2 separate regions of the Bombyx mori genome follow, and region 2 is linked to region 1. The links are chromatin contacts, called in public Hi-C maps. All regions are on one chromosome and are shown on one strand. Each heading gives the region's core, a stretch centred on a gene start, on an enhancer-like site or on the middle of the called end of the contact. The rest is flanking DNA. Distances are from core to core; before and after follow the strand shown.

The links. A called contact is a pair of places that touch in the nucleus more often than the background predicts.
Region 2: a contact with region 1 is called in a Hi-C map of midgut, with 2.2 times the contacts expected there. The contact joins two enhancer-like sites. A contact is called at or near these places in 2 of 7 Hi-C or Micro-C datasets (midgut and whole pupa).

What each region holds. Positions count from the first base shown.
Region 1 is chr8:15,534,508-15,542,361 of ASM3026992v2, forward strand. It overlaps LOC101739159 (protein real-time), which reads right to left. Exons shown (of 15, transcript XM_004923613.5): 11 at 7,537-7,662; 12 at 6,626-6,764; 13 at 4,150-4,274; 14 at 3,469-3,587; 15 at 1-2,893. The coding sequence ends at 2,806. It overlaps LOC110384782 (a long non-coding RNA gene), which reads left to right. Exons shown (of 2, transcript XR_002430181.3): 2 at 1-2,893. Among protein-coding and RNA genes, the nearest start is that of LOC110384782, 13 kb to the left of the region's middle. Within about 2 kb of position 4,179, at least 4 of the 8 cell types and tissues checked have open chromatin away from gene starts, as enhancers often do.
Region 2 is chr8:15,609,048-15,616,901 of ASM3026992v2, forward strand. It overlaps LOC101739389 (ubiquitin-like modifier-activating enzyme 1), which reads left to right. Exons shown (of 8, transcript XM_004923615.5): 2 at 75-482; 3 at 1,540-1,798; 4 at 2,573-2,748; 5 at 3,260-3,481; 6 at 3,833-4,084; 7 at 4,656-4,961; 8 at 5,252-6,346. The coding sequence ends at 6,025. It overlaps LOC101739530, which reads right to left. Exons shown (of 6, transcript XM_062669887.1): 6 at 6,347-7,854. Among protein-coding and RNA genes, the nearest start is that of LOC101739389, 5.1 kb to the left of the region's middle. Within about 2 kb of position 4,829, at least 1 of the 8 cell types and tissues checked has open chromatin away from gene starts, as enhancers often do.

The DNA of each region.
Region 1 (7,854 bases), core at 2,929-5,428:
TTCCACAACGATATTACAATATCTAAAAAAAAAAACTTAAATTCCTTATTTAAAAAAATACTTAAAATTACCAATTCCCGAAGAATACCAATATTACGTATGTGTACTTATTATTATTATTTTATTATATAATTATTATGTAAAAACATATTTTCACTAAAAACATTAAAACAATTATCGGTTCAATATTTTCTAGGTTGACTCCGCAGAACCAAAGGTCTAGAAACTTTCGGATCATGCGTGCGTTTATTGTTACTCCTAATAAGTAAGGTAATTGTGAATATAGCGTTGGTACATTTTTTAATGAGAAAATCGTCGGGGCACGGCTTGCAGCACTCGACCTTGGCCCAGTAGACCATGGACACTTGCAAGACGTACCTCGTTTGATCGGGCCTTTTCCAATTTAATTCCCTACACGACATACGACTGCATTACACAATGACATGTCTATTGGTATGCAAGCTTTGCTTATTTCGTAAATTCCAAAAATACAATCTACACCAGAATTAACCTCCAAAAGCCACGAAGTGAACTCATTTTGTACCGCGCATTGACTACTTAATCCTACACATTAGTTTTAAATTATACTATCCGTCCTGCTCGCACTCTTGCTGTCGGCCGTAAGTGTAAAAAAAACAATACGCACTTTTTTGTTGTTGACCAAAGCGTGCAGTATCATTCCGTCTCGCTCGCAATGATATGCTCAGCTATACGTGTAAGCAGGACAGCCGATGCCAAATGACAACACTAACCGTTCTTGATATCACACTTCCTTCTCTAGAGACCGTCTACAAACCGACTACTATAAATACATACTAGATAAAATGTTCTAAGTATTATGTAACAAGTATTACGCGTCTATATATTTACATTATTACATTACGTCACGCTGACATGTAAAAACAAATTTATGAAACATAAATCCGTCAATTATCTAAGCCCCCACTTTTTATTTCATGTTTCCTTTCCCCCGTCCACTTATGTACAGTTAGCACAAACATCTTGATTTAATTAATTTTTTATTACACAAAACAACATCAGTTTAATTGGCAACATTTTGTATAACGACTTCTTTATATACAATAGTTCTAGAATCGTCTAAAGTTATATGACAATGAAGACTTCGACCTACGAGCTGGTGAGCCTGGCTGGAGTGGAACCCGAGGCCCGTTGGTACCCAGGACCCAGAGACGTTCGCCCCTCGCCTTCAACGAGCAACTTAATATTCGAAGCGTCGGAAATAAACAAATATTTAATTCGTAAGAATTGTTATGTTATTGTTAGTCGCGAAAACTGAATATTAGCATTGAACATAATTTGACGAATTTGCACTTTGTCCAGAGCAAACATTTTGATTTCGAAGTGAAACTTCTAATGCGACTTCCAACAAGGTTGCGTTAAACGTTTAACGCTGCCATGGAATAGAAAGAGACAGAGCGAGAGTGAATGCGCGGCACTCGTGCGCATGCGCGTAGTATACCTGGTACAGGCCAGCGCGAGCGTTAGCAACAAGTAGCATCCAATATTTTAATGAAGTATTTAAAAATATCTATATATATATATATATATATTTATTTTTCATCGATAATTTAAAATATATATAACATAAATGTTGAAGATGTCGCATCTCTTATACACAGCATTCCCTATTACAAGAGCAATCTGATTTAAGGATGAAAAATGAAGAAAACCACTATACTACACATCGAAAAAGAAGTTTCACTTCCTTCTCGTTTGGAGCAGAAATTGCATGCGCACCGTTTTTTTTTTACAGAATGTACTTAGGTCAAATATATATGAAAGTTCTAGAGGCTTCTGCGTCGGCCCGTGCTTAGGGACACAGTCCAGGTAACATGAGTCGATCAACTCACATATATTTTTAATGTCTATGACTCGGAAAAACTTCAAAAAATATTCATAATAATGATAACTTCACACACACATACACACACATCTATATAAAACTCTTTGTAACTGTTACACAGTATTGTGTGTGTAATTTGAAAAAATCCACTAATTTAAATAAATACACCTTAACTAATTACTGATGTTGATTGCTACATTAAAAAAATAAGTAAAGGTACTAAAAATATTTTAGTAAAAATATATTGTATTTTTAAAGCATTTCAATTTTAAATCGACGTAATATGTAAAATAATTTGGTTTTTTTTTTCAAACGATACAAGTACTTGATAGTAAACATTGCTTCAAAAAAAAACATATTTTATACAAAAGAAAAATGTATTAATTATATTAATTATTATAATACACATATCACACGTAACTAGATTAATAATTAATTCATAACAATTATCTAACGATTACTATTCGATACCTATTTTTTTTTATTTTCGGTTTGAAGCATACTTCATCTATATAGTATTAAGTATATTATTTTTTTAAACTATTACGCAAGTAACAGAGTCCGCTTGGAGCGCGTTCCGCCGCACACGATGAGGTACAATTTTGCGTCATTTTGTTGAATATCGATTTTGAATAATTCGATTAGAATTTTAATCGATATCAACTATCGCAATTCCACTATTCACAGGCCTGCACCGGGCGCCCCTTGTCGTGTGGCATCGCGTCTAGTTCGCGGCGTTCTGTTCTCCACGCTTACCGCCGACTGTGTCTGTGAGACAATCCGGAGGGGTCACACGTCAGGGTTCAAATTCATTAGTAATTAACATTGCACTGTCGTTCCGAATGTTTTATTTTTAGTTTTTAGTCGGATCCGTGTCCCGCCTCGTGAGGGGGGCCGCCCGCGAGCGAGGAGTGGGGCGCGCGGGGGGGCGGGGGCTCGCATCACCGCGACGGACAGGAGCTGCCGGTGGACTTGCCGCTGAGGCACGAGAACCCGCTGGCGCCCGACTGCAGGCTCGACATGGATCCTCTGCGGATGATATCACGGGCTCAAACAAACTAAACTCAAAGCTTACAGACAGTCCGTAGGCAGCGGCTTGGCTCTGCCCCTGGCATTGCTGAAGTCCACGGGCGACGGTAATGACTCACCATCAGGTGGGCCGTATGCTCGTCTGCCTACAAGAGGAATAATAAAAAAATAGTGAGATGATTAGCGACATTCTGTCTTTGTTATACTTTGGTGAAGAAAGGGGACAACAATAGTTTTATTTTAAGCTTTGCGGCTCCTTGAATTTTTTTAATAACGTAACAACAGTTTTGAGGTTGCTTAGCGTGAGCATTTATGAACTCATTTATGTCAAGCGCGTTGCTATCTTGCGATATTACTCAACGCCGTCAGCACGCGCGTCCCACGTGCGGGTGTGCACGCGCCCGCACTCGCGAAGTCGTTCGTGAATATGTGTTTAGTTCTCATTGAGCTGAGCGGGCGGCGGTAGTGTAGTGTAGTGCAGTGTAATGTAGTGTAATGTAATGTAATGTAATGTAATGTAATGTAATGTAGTGTAGTGCAGTGTAGTGTAGTGTAGTTATGGGTGGGGGAGTGACCTGTAGTGGTGGCTGGCGAGCGTCTCGTGGAAGTAGACGAGCTGTGCGGGCGGCGCGTCCAGCAGCTCGCAGCGCCACTGCAGCACGTAGGCGCCGCTGCAGCGCATCACGTGCGAGCCCTGCGCACACGTCCCACTGCACTCTACGTACTCACACCACAAATAATTGGGTCTTATTTCATTATCGACGCTCCATCTGATAGTAATTAACGTCACTCGTGGACATCAACGGTAGCAAGACACCAGCAAACCAGATAATATAAATAAGATAAATATAATCATCAAAACTGGTAGGTATACTTGTGAGTCCGCGCGGGTAGGTACCACCGCCTTGCCTATTGCTGCCGTGAAACAGTAATGCATTTCGGTTTGAAGGGTGGGGCAGCCGTTGTAACTTTACTGAGACCTTAGAACTTGTATCTCAAGGTGGGTGGTGCATTTACGTCATAGATGTCTATGGGCTCCAGAAACCGCTTAACACCAGATGGGCTGTGAGCTCGTCCACCCATCTAAACAATAAAAAAATTGTTTGGAGAAACTTATATTTGTTTTATATCCCGTACACTTTTAAACGAGTTCTGACATAGATCCTGATTGGCGCCGGTGAACAGTGACGTCACTATGCTCTACTTGACTACGCTCGCAATACAACGGAGCAGTAAGCAAGCTGCCCGCCGGGTACCTGTATGCTCTCCCCGTCGTGGCACAGCAGGGTGGGCTCGACGCGGTGGTAGTGCTCCCCCTCGCGCCAGCCCTTCTGCTCGAGCACGGAGCGGCCCTCGTCCGCGCCGCCACCTACGCACAACGCTGAAACGTTACGTCAAGCGATGGATCAAACAAAAGCAAAAAATATTTAAGAGATCAAATCAGCACGACCTCCCGGTGCAGGCGCTCGGGGGATGGGGGTTTTCGAGGGGTTATTTATAGTGTTTCCACTTTTAGGAAATTCTCCCGTTTTTAGGGAAAAATAGCTGATATTTTGGATGGTTAAAGACAATATGAAAAATACAAGGATTTAGGGAATTTCGGGGTAAAAAGCAAAGCCTTTACTAGTAACTCTGTAGTAAAGTAAACCATAGACTAAACCCCTACTTTTTTTTTCGGGATTCCCCATAATCCTAATAAGTATAATCTCCCAAATTTTTATTTACCTATATTCGTTGATGTCACCAGAACTTACTTACTTTTACTAGCAGTTCCTTCTTCAAGGACTGAGGTGGAAAGATTACTCAGTGTTCTCAAAAGACGTCCGGTGCATTCGTGTCGAGCGATGCACCGGTGTTCGAATCCCGCAGGCGGGTACCAATTTTTCTATTGAAATACGTACTTAACCAATGTTCACGATTGACTTCCACGGTGAAGGAACAACATCGTGCAATAAAAATTAAACCCGCAAAATTATAATTTGCGTAATTACTGGTGGTAGGACCTCTTGTGAGTCCGCACGGGTAGGTACCATCGCCCCGCCTATTTCTGCCGTGAAGCAGTAATGCGTTTCGGTTTGAAGGGTGGGGCAGCCGTTGTGACTATACCGAGACCTTAGATCTCAAGGTGTGTGGCGCATTTACGTTGTATATGTCTATGGGCTCCAGTAACCACTTAATATCAGGTGGGCTGTGAGCTCGTCCACCCATCTAAGCAATAAAAAATACTAAAAAAATATGTAAAAACTGACAAAAGAAACAGGCTTTCTAATAAAACCCTAAACGGCTTGCTTTATACAAAGCTGAGAATGCTAGCAAACAATTGCTCAATTTTAGAACCGAACAGTGTTATATTGCAGCAAAAGAATATAAAAGCAATGCGTCGATTTCCCAAAAATTCTAATCCTATAGATCTATGACCTTCTGTGAGCGTTTTGTTATTATATATACCTACATTAAATAATATGCTGTGGTGTATTTTCTGTATTTTATTTATGCTCCCTACATAGCACCAGGGGGGATTTATGAAAGTTGTTTAGGGAATTTTAGGGATAAATTCCTAAGAAACTAGGGTAAAATGGAAAACGTAAGTGGAAACACTGGTTGTTTTTTCTACCTACTGCAAGTAATCTCGGAAGACTATTCTGGCTTCATCGGATATGGGAGTTCACGGGGCTCAGCCTCAAGAGTTTGCTAACATCGGCCTAAAAACTAAAAACGGCCGTCTGGTGTAGTGGTAAGCGACACGGTCACTACACAAGGGGGTCGCGGGTTCGAATCCCGCCAAGGGAAGATATTTGTATGATAAATAAAAAAATGTCTTTTCCAGGATTATGGGTATATATTATATATATGTATGTGTATAATAAAATCTTACATTTATTTCCGTTATCTAGTACCTGTACACAAGTCCTTTACGAACTTAGCACGGGACCAGTTAACGTGGCGTGATCGTTAGTAAATATATATTTATTTATTTATTATTTATTTAACATCTGTCGGATCGGAGAAGTTCCGACGAGAAACTTATCGGGTTGTGTCTGTGGGTTAGGTTGCACATCGAGCTCTTAGTACCATCCTACGGGTTCGACGCGGACGGTGACCAGTGGTTAGAATCCCTAAAAGCACCTAAAGTTTTTGGGAGGATTCGGAATAACGTGTGAGAATGGTCGAAATTCGATCGTAGTCCTTAGCGCTTTAAGATGTAAATTCATTTAATATATTATTACACTTCCTCTTTTATTTCGTTCATACTAAAATTCTTAAAGCTACTGAAACAAGGAAAATCGTTTGACAAACAGACGGTTTTGTCCTTGTCTGTTTATATATAGATAATAATTAGCAATAAATTTACTGAACATTTCGTTGAATGTATATTGACAGAATTTAAAAACCGGTCATAGCGCTAGCAACTCAGTGCGGCAGCAATTATTCTAGATTATAATTCAGAACCCGCTGAAAGGAACAGCTACGATACTACAATAACAATTGAGGTTGAGGTGTGGCATTCTGACAATTTAGCACCGCGTGGATCATGACCTCTATTACCTCACCTCTCTCTCATTTCCCTCTCACCTCCTTTCTCACCCTCTCGCCCACTCTCCTCTTACACCTATTTAAACAATAAACAAAAACCGCTTATAAAACTATAATAGTACAAGCCGCGTGTTTTAACTTTCTCTCGCAAGATACCACCCCTCAAATGTAGGGTGGGTATATCACAACACCACTGACCTGAGTTGACCTCGTCGACGGGGTTGTGGAGCTCGTGCTCACTCCTGAACACGGTGAACGCTATGTCGTGTCTCAGAACATCGAAGTCCCAGGTTAGAACGCTCTGAGGGTCTTTGTTGAGCACGACGACCTCGTGCACCTGCGCACAGAAACGACTTTGAGCATTCGTGAGCCAGCGCACAGGGTTCTAAAGGTACTAATTAAATCGCTCACGTGATCAGATTAGAAGAAACGAAATAGAGAAGATAGTATGAACGTTCTTCGGAGATGCGTCGTATTTGCAAAGTCATCTTGAAATTGTCGCTGGAGTCTGTGGCGGAAGTTATAAATTACAAGGAATATGGTATAAACTTGAATCGCGCTGCTAAAATTCACAAGAAAACTTGCATGCATACAAAATCCTAGCAACAACCCAGACCCTAACTCCCTGCGAGGATATCCCAGCTTTAGACGACCGCTATATGACATTTTAATCTTCTTCTTGCCCTTATTCCATATTGTGTGTAAAGGCACGTCCTCTTCTCGTGCTCTATAGGAATTTGGCACGAGTTTACGACCAGTCGCCTGTCTGACTTCAACCCTTAAGTTATACCTCCAGTAGTCCAGTATATCCATCGCAACATGCCTTAGTGTCCATACGGAAGACATTTTCTGTTTCTGTTACGTCGTGTGTTACTATGATTTGCATTTGTATAAATAAGCATTTACGTAAAATTGAATATTTTCAAATGCGCATGTCACGCATCTTGCATGTCACTCGCAGAAGTTGAGAAATGCGCGCTTCTCTGTCACAGGTGCCACTTTCAGACTTCCTCTATTATTATTATCAACTAGGTGTATATCTGTGATCTAATTTCAAATCAAAATTCCCGTGAACAAAAATCCGCGCGTTAATCCAAGCAACTCATCACCTGTCCCTTGCCCAGACTGACGGATCTGTAGATGCTGTCCTCCCGGAGCGGGTCTCCCTCGCGTTCGGTGAAGGCGCCGCTCACGTACAGGCTCTTCAGCACCAGACCCCCTTCGTGGACGAAACTCTACAACCATAGGAAATACTTTTAAAGGCTTTAAATACATACAGGGAAAGGTATTCCTACTGTGCGGTGGCCATCATACAACACAGAAATTGACAGATGCCTGAATCTCACGACATTTTCAAAATAAGCTTGCATATATACAAGTTCTAAACAACAACATTCGGACCATCGGTCTACCGAGCAACATCACCC
Region 2 (7,854 bases), core at 3,579-6,078, 75 kb after region 1:
ATTCAAAATTAATTAATATTGTTTACAAGAAACTTCTTAATGACAATAATATTTAAAAACTTTATTATCTACAGGTTCAAGGTATGACAGAACTAAATGGCTGTGAACCCCGCAAGATCAAAGTCCTTGGTCCCTACACTTTTAGTATAGGTGATACTACAAACTTCTCCAAATACATCCGAGGAGGTATTGTTACACAGGTCAAAATGCCCAAGAAGATCAACTTCAAGCCTTTGAGTGAATCATTCAAACAACCAGAATTCTTGATCTCTGATTTTGCCAAGTTTGAATATCCACAGCAGTTGCATTTGGCTTTTGCTGCTCTTCACAAGTTCCAGGCTGGAGAAGGTCGTCTGCCAAAGCCATGGAATGATGAAGATGTGGCAAAATTCAAGCTGTATGTGAAAACTGTTCTAGAGGATGGACTTTATAAGGATGAAGATTTTGAAGTGAATACTGAATTATTGGAAACATTCTGTAAGGTAAGCGGTGGTCTAAAACATTGTTACACTAGTCATCAATAAGCAAAAAAAAAATTATAAATAAAACCAAGTAATCTATATATATAAAAATGAATTACTGTTCGTTAATCTCGCCAAAACTCAGGAACGGCTGGACCGATTTGGCTAATTTTGGTCTTGAATTATTTGTGGAAAGCCCAGAGAAGGTTTAAAAGGTAGATAAATATGAAAATGCTCAGAACTAAATAAAAAAAAAAAATTGTTTTTCCTTTGATGTGTTGGCCGTCAGACGATTCCTTTTGTTTGTTTTAAGTTTATTTTATACAAAAGTTTAGTTTAGACTGAGGCACTACGAAGTCTGCCGGGTCAGCTAGTTTTAGATAAAGATAATATTAAAATGTATTAAATATTATTTAAATTATGTTTAAATTAGTAGTAGTACTGTGAGTTACAGCTTATTGCTGTACAATAATAATAAAACGATTTATTTCATATTAGTTGGGGATATTGTCAAAAATAGACATAAAGAAGAAACAGCAAAAAAGTTAAATTTGGAAGAAAAAAAATACGTTGGACCTCTTATTGGGTCTTAGGATTAAATTTTTTCTTATATTTTATTATAATATTATTTCAGACAGTCCCTTATCAGTAGAAGGCTTTTTATATATTTTGTAAACTTACACCTGAAGGTACAACTCTTCTACTTTTATTGTAAATACAAATTATAATAAAATTATTTTCTACCTTCCTGTTGTCTTTCATATAAACATTTGTAATTACACACTTGAAATACCTGTTTGATTAAAAAAAAAAACTAGTATTTTTACAATACATTAGTGTGTAAAATAATTTATAGACAGTTTATTGCACTTAATGCTTCACTACTATGACATGCTGTTTTTATATGGGCAGTGGTAATTGTTCCATACATTTATTGTGTCCAGGTTTTAGGATAAAATATGATAATTCTGGATGTTTCCATCTTTTCAAAACAATTTCCAGGGAACCAGCATTGTCTCAAAAAATCATGATTATATGATTGGTCTTAACATAACATTTAATTTAATTTCTTTTCCAGATATCGTCAGGAGACCTAAATCCTATGAACGCAGCGATAGGCGGTGTGGTTGCTCAAGAGGTAATGAAGGCTTGTTCTGGCAAGTTCCACCCACTTGTACAGTGGCTTTACTTGGATGCTATTGAGTGCTTACCTAAAGACCATTCAACTCTCACCGAAGAAAATTGCAAACCAGTCGGTTCACGATATGATGGACAGGTAGCTGTTTTTGGTAGAGAATTCCAAAAGAAACTTGGACAGCTGAAGTATTTTATTGTGGGTGAGTATCTGGGACTCTGAACACTTTTAAAAGGATTGATTGATTGACACGTGAGGAGAATGATAATTATTGTCATTCTCCTTATGTGCAAGACTATTCTGGAGTGAAAGGCTCCCATGGTCAACTGATATCTATTCTAGTCTTAATTTATATCACACACTGTATTTTTAATCTGCAAACAAATATTGTTACCATCCCTTGGAACTTGACAAAATTTTCTAGCATCAGTTATTCTGTAAATATGTTATGCTGTTTGGGAAATTGCAACATAAAGTAATAAGTAATTAAAAGTAAAAAGTAAGACTGACGTCGTTGGTCGTCGACTATCGCCTCGACGACCCGTCGGTCGGGCGTCCTCGGGGTGGCGCCGCGTGTCTGGTTGTAGTGTTGACCGCGGGAACCCCCCTACTCTGACCGGGTTTTGACCCCAGACGGAGATCGGACGCCAGGTGTAAGAGTGCAGGGGAGTCGTTTAGTGGGTGGGCCCGCGGTCTGCTCTCAACACCTGCAGATCGTTGAGTCTCACATACCCCGCGCGCCCCCTAGGCGCGGGGACCTCGTAGGAGGTTCGGCCCTCGGCCAGGAAAAAAAAAAAAAAAAAAGGGTTTCACACTCAACTTTATGGAACCTGTGTGCTCTCTTACATATATGGAACATAAATAATTCTGTAAACTCAAGATTGGTAATTTACTAATGAATAATAGTCAATATGAACTATCTGTATGAAGCTACACAAAATATTAGTATAGTATCATATGAAGTTTATCTCTTCAGGTGCTGGTGCTATCGGATGTGAATTATTAAAGAACTTTGCCATGATTGGTGTGGGTGCTGATGGAGGACAAATTACAGTCACGGATATGGACCTCATTGAGAAGTCTAACCTCAACAGGCAGTTCTTGTTTAGGCCTTATGATGTACAGAAACCGAAATCTAGTACTGCAGCTAATGTAAGTTGCTGGATTCGTAATGACATTTGAGATCACTTGTGTACTGCTATAGAGAGCACAAGAGTAGCCATCTACACAGGGTTTGCTTCGAGATTACTCCCTGAACCAGTGAATTTCAGTTTAGTTTCAAATTCAATGTATAAATGTTTTTGCTCGCCTAAGTTTTAATGTTTCCCTAGTTGGTTTCAGATATTACACAATATATATTTTTTTTACTTTATTGCTTATATGTGTGGACGAGCTCGCAGCCCACCTGGTGTTAAGTGGTTACTGGAGCTCATAGACATCTACAACGTAAATGCACCACCCACCTTGACATATAAGTTCTAAGTTCTTAGTATAGTTACAACGGCTGCCCCACCCTTCAAACCGAAACGCATTACTGCTTCACGGCAGAAATAGGCAGGGTGTTGGTACCTACGCGTGCGGAGACACAAGAGGTTCTACCACCAGTAACTATAAATATATACTGTAATACTCAAATACTTTTAATATATTTTTTTTGTCATAGGTAATTAAACGCATGAATCCAGCAGTAAATGTTTTGGCACAAGAAAACAGAGTTTGCCCTGAGACCGAGTCCGTCTACAATGATGCATTCTTTGAAGCATTGGATGGTGTAGCCAATGCACTCGACAATGTCGACGCCCGTATATACATGGACAGACGGTGTGTGTATTATAGAAAACCTTTATTGGAGAGTGGCACTCTTGGAACTAAAGGAAATACACAGGTTAGTAAAATCAAAAGCATTTGAGATACAATTTGAAATAACATGAAACGTTGAATAAAATTAATTGGTTAATGATCAAATATAAATTAGAACCCTAAGAGAAAATAATAGTTATGAATTGATTTAACGTTGTCTAGTACTTATACTGGAAACACAAAGATTTTTAAGTATCATTAACTATTCAAACTTGGTAAATTAAAAAAAAGTTGTTTTGATACTGATATCTGAATCTTCACAATCTTTTAAACATAAATCAATAATATTTCATAATATATAAGTAAAGAAAATATTAAGCAAGATATAATCATATCAAAAGAAATAACATTAATACATCAGTAATTTACGTTTTAGGTGGTTGTTCCATTCCTTACGGAATCTTACAGCTCATCCCAGGACCCTCCCGAGAAGAGTATTCCTATTTGTACGCTCAAGAACTTCCCGAATGCCATTGAACACACACTACAATGGGCTCGCGATGAATTCGAAGGTTTATTCCGTCAGGCTGCTGAGCATGCTGCCCAATACTTGCAGGACCCGAATTTCTTGGACCGCTGTCTTAAATTGCCTGGTACTCAGCCTTTGGATGCTATTGAGAGTGTGCGAGTAAGTGTATATAACATATTTTTTATTACTCGTAGTAAACATACTGTCTACCTAATAACCTGATCACTGCCCTTCAATACAGCTATGCAAGAGTAACGACTATATTAAAGTACTACGCCTTCTCTCATTCAATGTTTCCTAATATCAGTTAACATGCACAGACAAATTTTAGAATGAAAACCCTTCCAAAATGTTTTCCTGTTACTATGAAGTAAAAGGTTGTAGGGGAATGATACCCCGCCCTGCTTAGCTGCTTGCTATGTATTTATAGTAATGAGCAACATACGTTAGTCAGTCAGTGGTTTACATGCAGCGATCCACCGCGGTCGCTGACGCGAATAAACATGTGATTATACCTAGTGTTTTATTGACCGCTCCGATGAGGTTTATGGAGGACAACACGCAACGGACAAACAACTAACACACACACCTCCTCCATCTTCTCCATAAAAACCTCACAAGGTCAACTTCTACAATAGAAACGAAAAATTATACTCATTTCACTCCATTCATTTTATTTGTTTCTCTTGAAAAAAACAAAATGTAAATCTCCAAAATTGTTAAATTACAGAACGCTATAAACGAACGCCCTCACAGTTTCGACGACTGCGTGATATGGGCGAGACATCATTGGGAGAACCAATACGCGAACCAGATCAAGCAGCTCCTTTACAACTTCCCGGCGAAACAGTTGACCACGAGCGGAGCGCCTTTCTGGTCCGGACCGAAGCGTTGTCCTTCACCCCTCGCCTTCGATCCTAATGATGAACTACACGTCGATTACATTGTTGCCGCAGCGAACCTCAGGGCTACGGTATATGGAATCCCATCCTGTGTTGACAGGGAAAACATCGCCAAGCTTGCCGCTAGCATACAGGTACGTAAAACTCTGAATAAATCATTGTTTACGGCAAGAGTAACTCTACTTATGTTGCATCTTGGATCATGTGATAATAGGTTGTAGAACAATTTGATTCATACACCTGGTGCATCCGCTTCTATTTAATAGATATTAACTAGTATCACAGGCATTGTTAATGAAATATCAGACCTATATTTGTTAAAATTTATTATTTTCCTATAAACTAGAACATTACAAACAACAACGAAACAAAAATGTATCCTAGACATTTGATGGTGGTTATTTTATTCTATTTTATAATTCAGGTACCGAAATTCAGCCCCAAATCCGGCGTGAAGATCGCGGTGAGCGACGCCCAGTTACAGCAAAACAATGACGAGATGGATCAAGACAGGGTTAAGAACATGATCGCAGAGCTGCCGTCTCCAAGCAAACTCGGATCTCTTAAGATCACACCGCTAGAATTCGAAAAAGATGATGATACAAATTTCCACATGGACTTCATCGTTGCCGCCTCCAACCTGCGGGCTACCAACTACAAGATCACGCCAGCCGACAGACATCGCTCTAAACTCATCGCTGGCAAGATTATCCCTGCCATTGCCACTACAACATCCGTGGTGGCTGGCTTAGTCTGCCTCGAACTTTACAAACTGGCCCAAGGCTTCAATAAGCTGGAAGTGTTCAAGAACGGCTTCGTCAACCTTGCCCTGCCCTTCTTCGGTTTCTCTGAACCGATTGCGCCGTCGACCAACACCTACAATGAGAATAAGTGGACATTATGGGACAGATTTGAAGTTAAAGGAGAGATTACATTACAGCAATTTTTAGATCACTTCAAAAACGAACACAAGTTGGAGATCACCATGTTGTCTCAAGGTGTGTGCATGCTTTATTCGTTCTTCATGCCCAAAGCCAAGCGGCTGGAACGATTGAACCTGCCAATGTCGGAGGTGGTCACAAAAGTGTCCAAGAAGAAGTTGGAACCGCATGTGAATGCATTAGTTTTTGAATTGTGCTGCAATGATGATGACGGGAATGATGTGGAGGTCCCGTATGTAAAATACACTCTGCCTTAGTCTATTTAATGTGATCTTGAGCCCTCCCAAAGTGGTGCTGAAAAATAATAGTTACCACTACGCAGAGAGGGTTCTATTTAATACCGTGATAGTTAATATAAATTGTGTGATTATATTTGTGCTTCAGAATTTGCTTCAGTCTAAATTTCAAATAATTACTCATAGTCGTTTCGTTTCATTCGTTTGCTCACTGTCAAATGATGATGTGCTGCATTTTTATTATTATTTTACGTCGTGAAAAAGTTTTTTACCAAATTCGATATTTTATTGTAAAATCAGATGGGTCTGTATGTGGAACGAAAAATAAATAAAAAACCAACATACTTTTGTTTCATTTATTATGTAAAAAGGTATAATAACGAAAATATTCCGGACATCTTGCTCGGTAGTGCCAAAGTCATATGGTTCAGGTAGAACTTGATTATTTGAATCTCTTCACAAAAAACGTTAAAAAAATAAACAATCTTTATAAAATATTTCAAAAACAAAGTATTGTATTTTAGGTTACATTTAGTATGCATATAGGTATAAAAGCAAATACGCCTCGGACACAAAACTCCAATAACGAGTTAGTGAATTTCTAGTGATGTAAATTATATTTTGACAAGATTTTAATTTGTGTCTTTTATCAACAGTAAATATTGAAAAGAAATTGACATAGATTTTCGTAAAACTTGATGAGCCCTGGAGTTCGTAGAGATAAGGAGCACTCTACGGAGCCAAAATTAGAAGATTGTTTCTTTACATTAATCGATGAGTAATGTTTATCGGCTGAGGCTGTATTTGTTTATAGACCCTTACATATTGGGAAAGCATAATTCAATAATTTAGTACTTATGACAACACGAGAGAGATCAAGTCTGCGGTGGGGTGACTAGAAAAGAGAAATACATTTTTTTTTGTGTCGTTTGAAAATCAGTACTATTTACTACTAGTGATTTGTATTTATGTATTTTGAAGTCTTATCTGTTTTGTTCAAGAGATCTTGTTGTGTGTATATACTAAAGTTACTTTCCGAAAACAAGCCCGCTGAGAGCCCGAGTGAGAGAGCGTTTGGATAATTTAAAACGAAAATGCTTAGAATAAAAATTCAAAACATCTTATCAAAAGGAATTAAGTAAATTTTAATTTTGATAGAAATTTAAAATTCTTACATTTTTTAAATTTTGTTTGTAGCTATTTGTCAACATATCGATTAAGCTGTCAGTTCCCGTTTGCAAAACTAAAAAAGCATCATCTACCGCACCTACTCATCACCTCAGGCTGAGCAGGAAAAAATATTTTTTTTTTAAATCTAAGCGTGACTTTATTTGTTTCGTACATTATTTTGGCTGCAGTAGACACCAAAGTGCACCGACTGCTGCTGCCCAGTGACCCACACGTTGCAGAACGTCACTAACTTATTCTAAAAAAAATTACATACAAAGGCCTCATTTAAAGCAGTTAAAAAGGTTTTTTTTTTTAAATAGAATAAAAATACATTTTATATAGGTACAATTTGTTATGCTAAATAGAAATTACGAATACACGAAATTTATTTAAAATTTTTGAATACAATCCAAACTATAGGCACTTATCTTTCGGAAGCTTTAGCGAATGGAATAATTTAATTTACAACCATAATTTATCTCACTCTTATAACTAAAATAATCGGTAGTTTTGAACTTTGTTCTTTTGTGTAAAATTTTTGTAAGCGCAAAAAAGCTCCTTGTTAGCTTACCCTATTCAAAAGTTACATTTATTAAGACAACATTTTGTCACTTTGCTAATAAAAGTTCAAAATGTCTGCAGTGTTACCAGCGTCTGACTCAAAATACTTACCTTAAGCT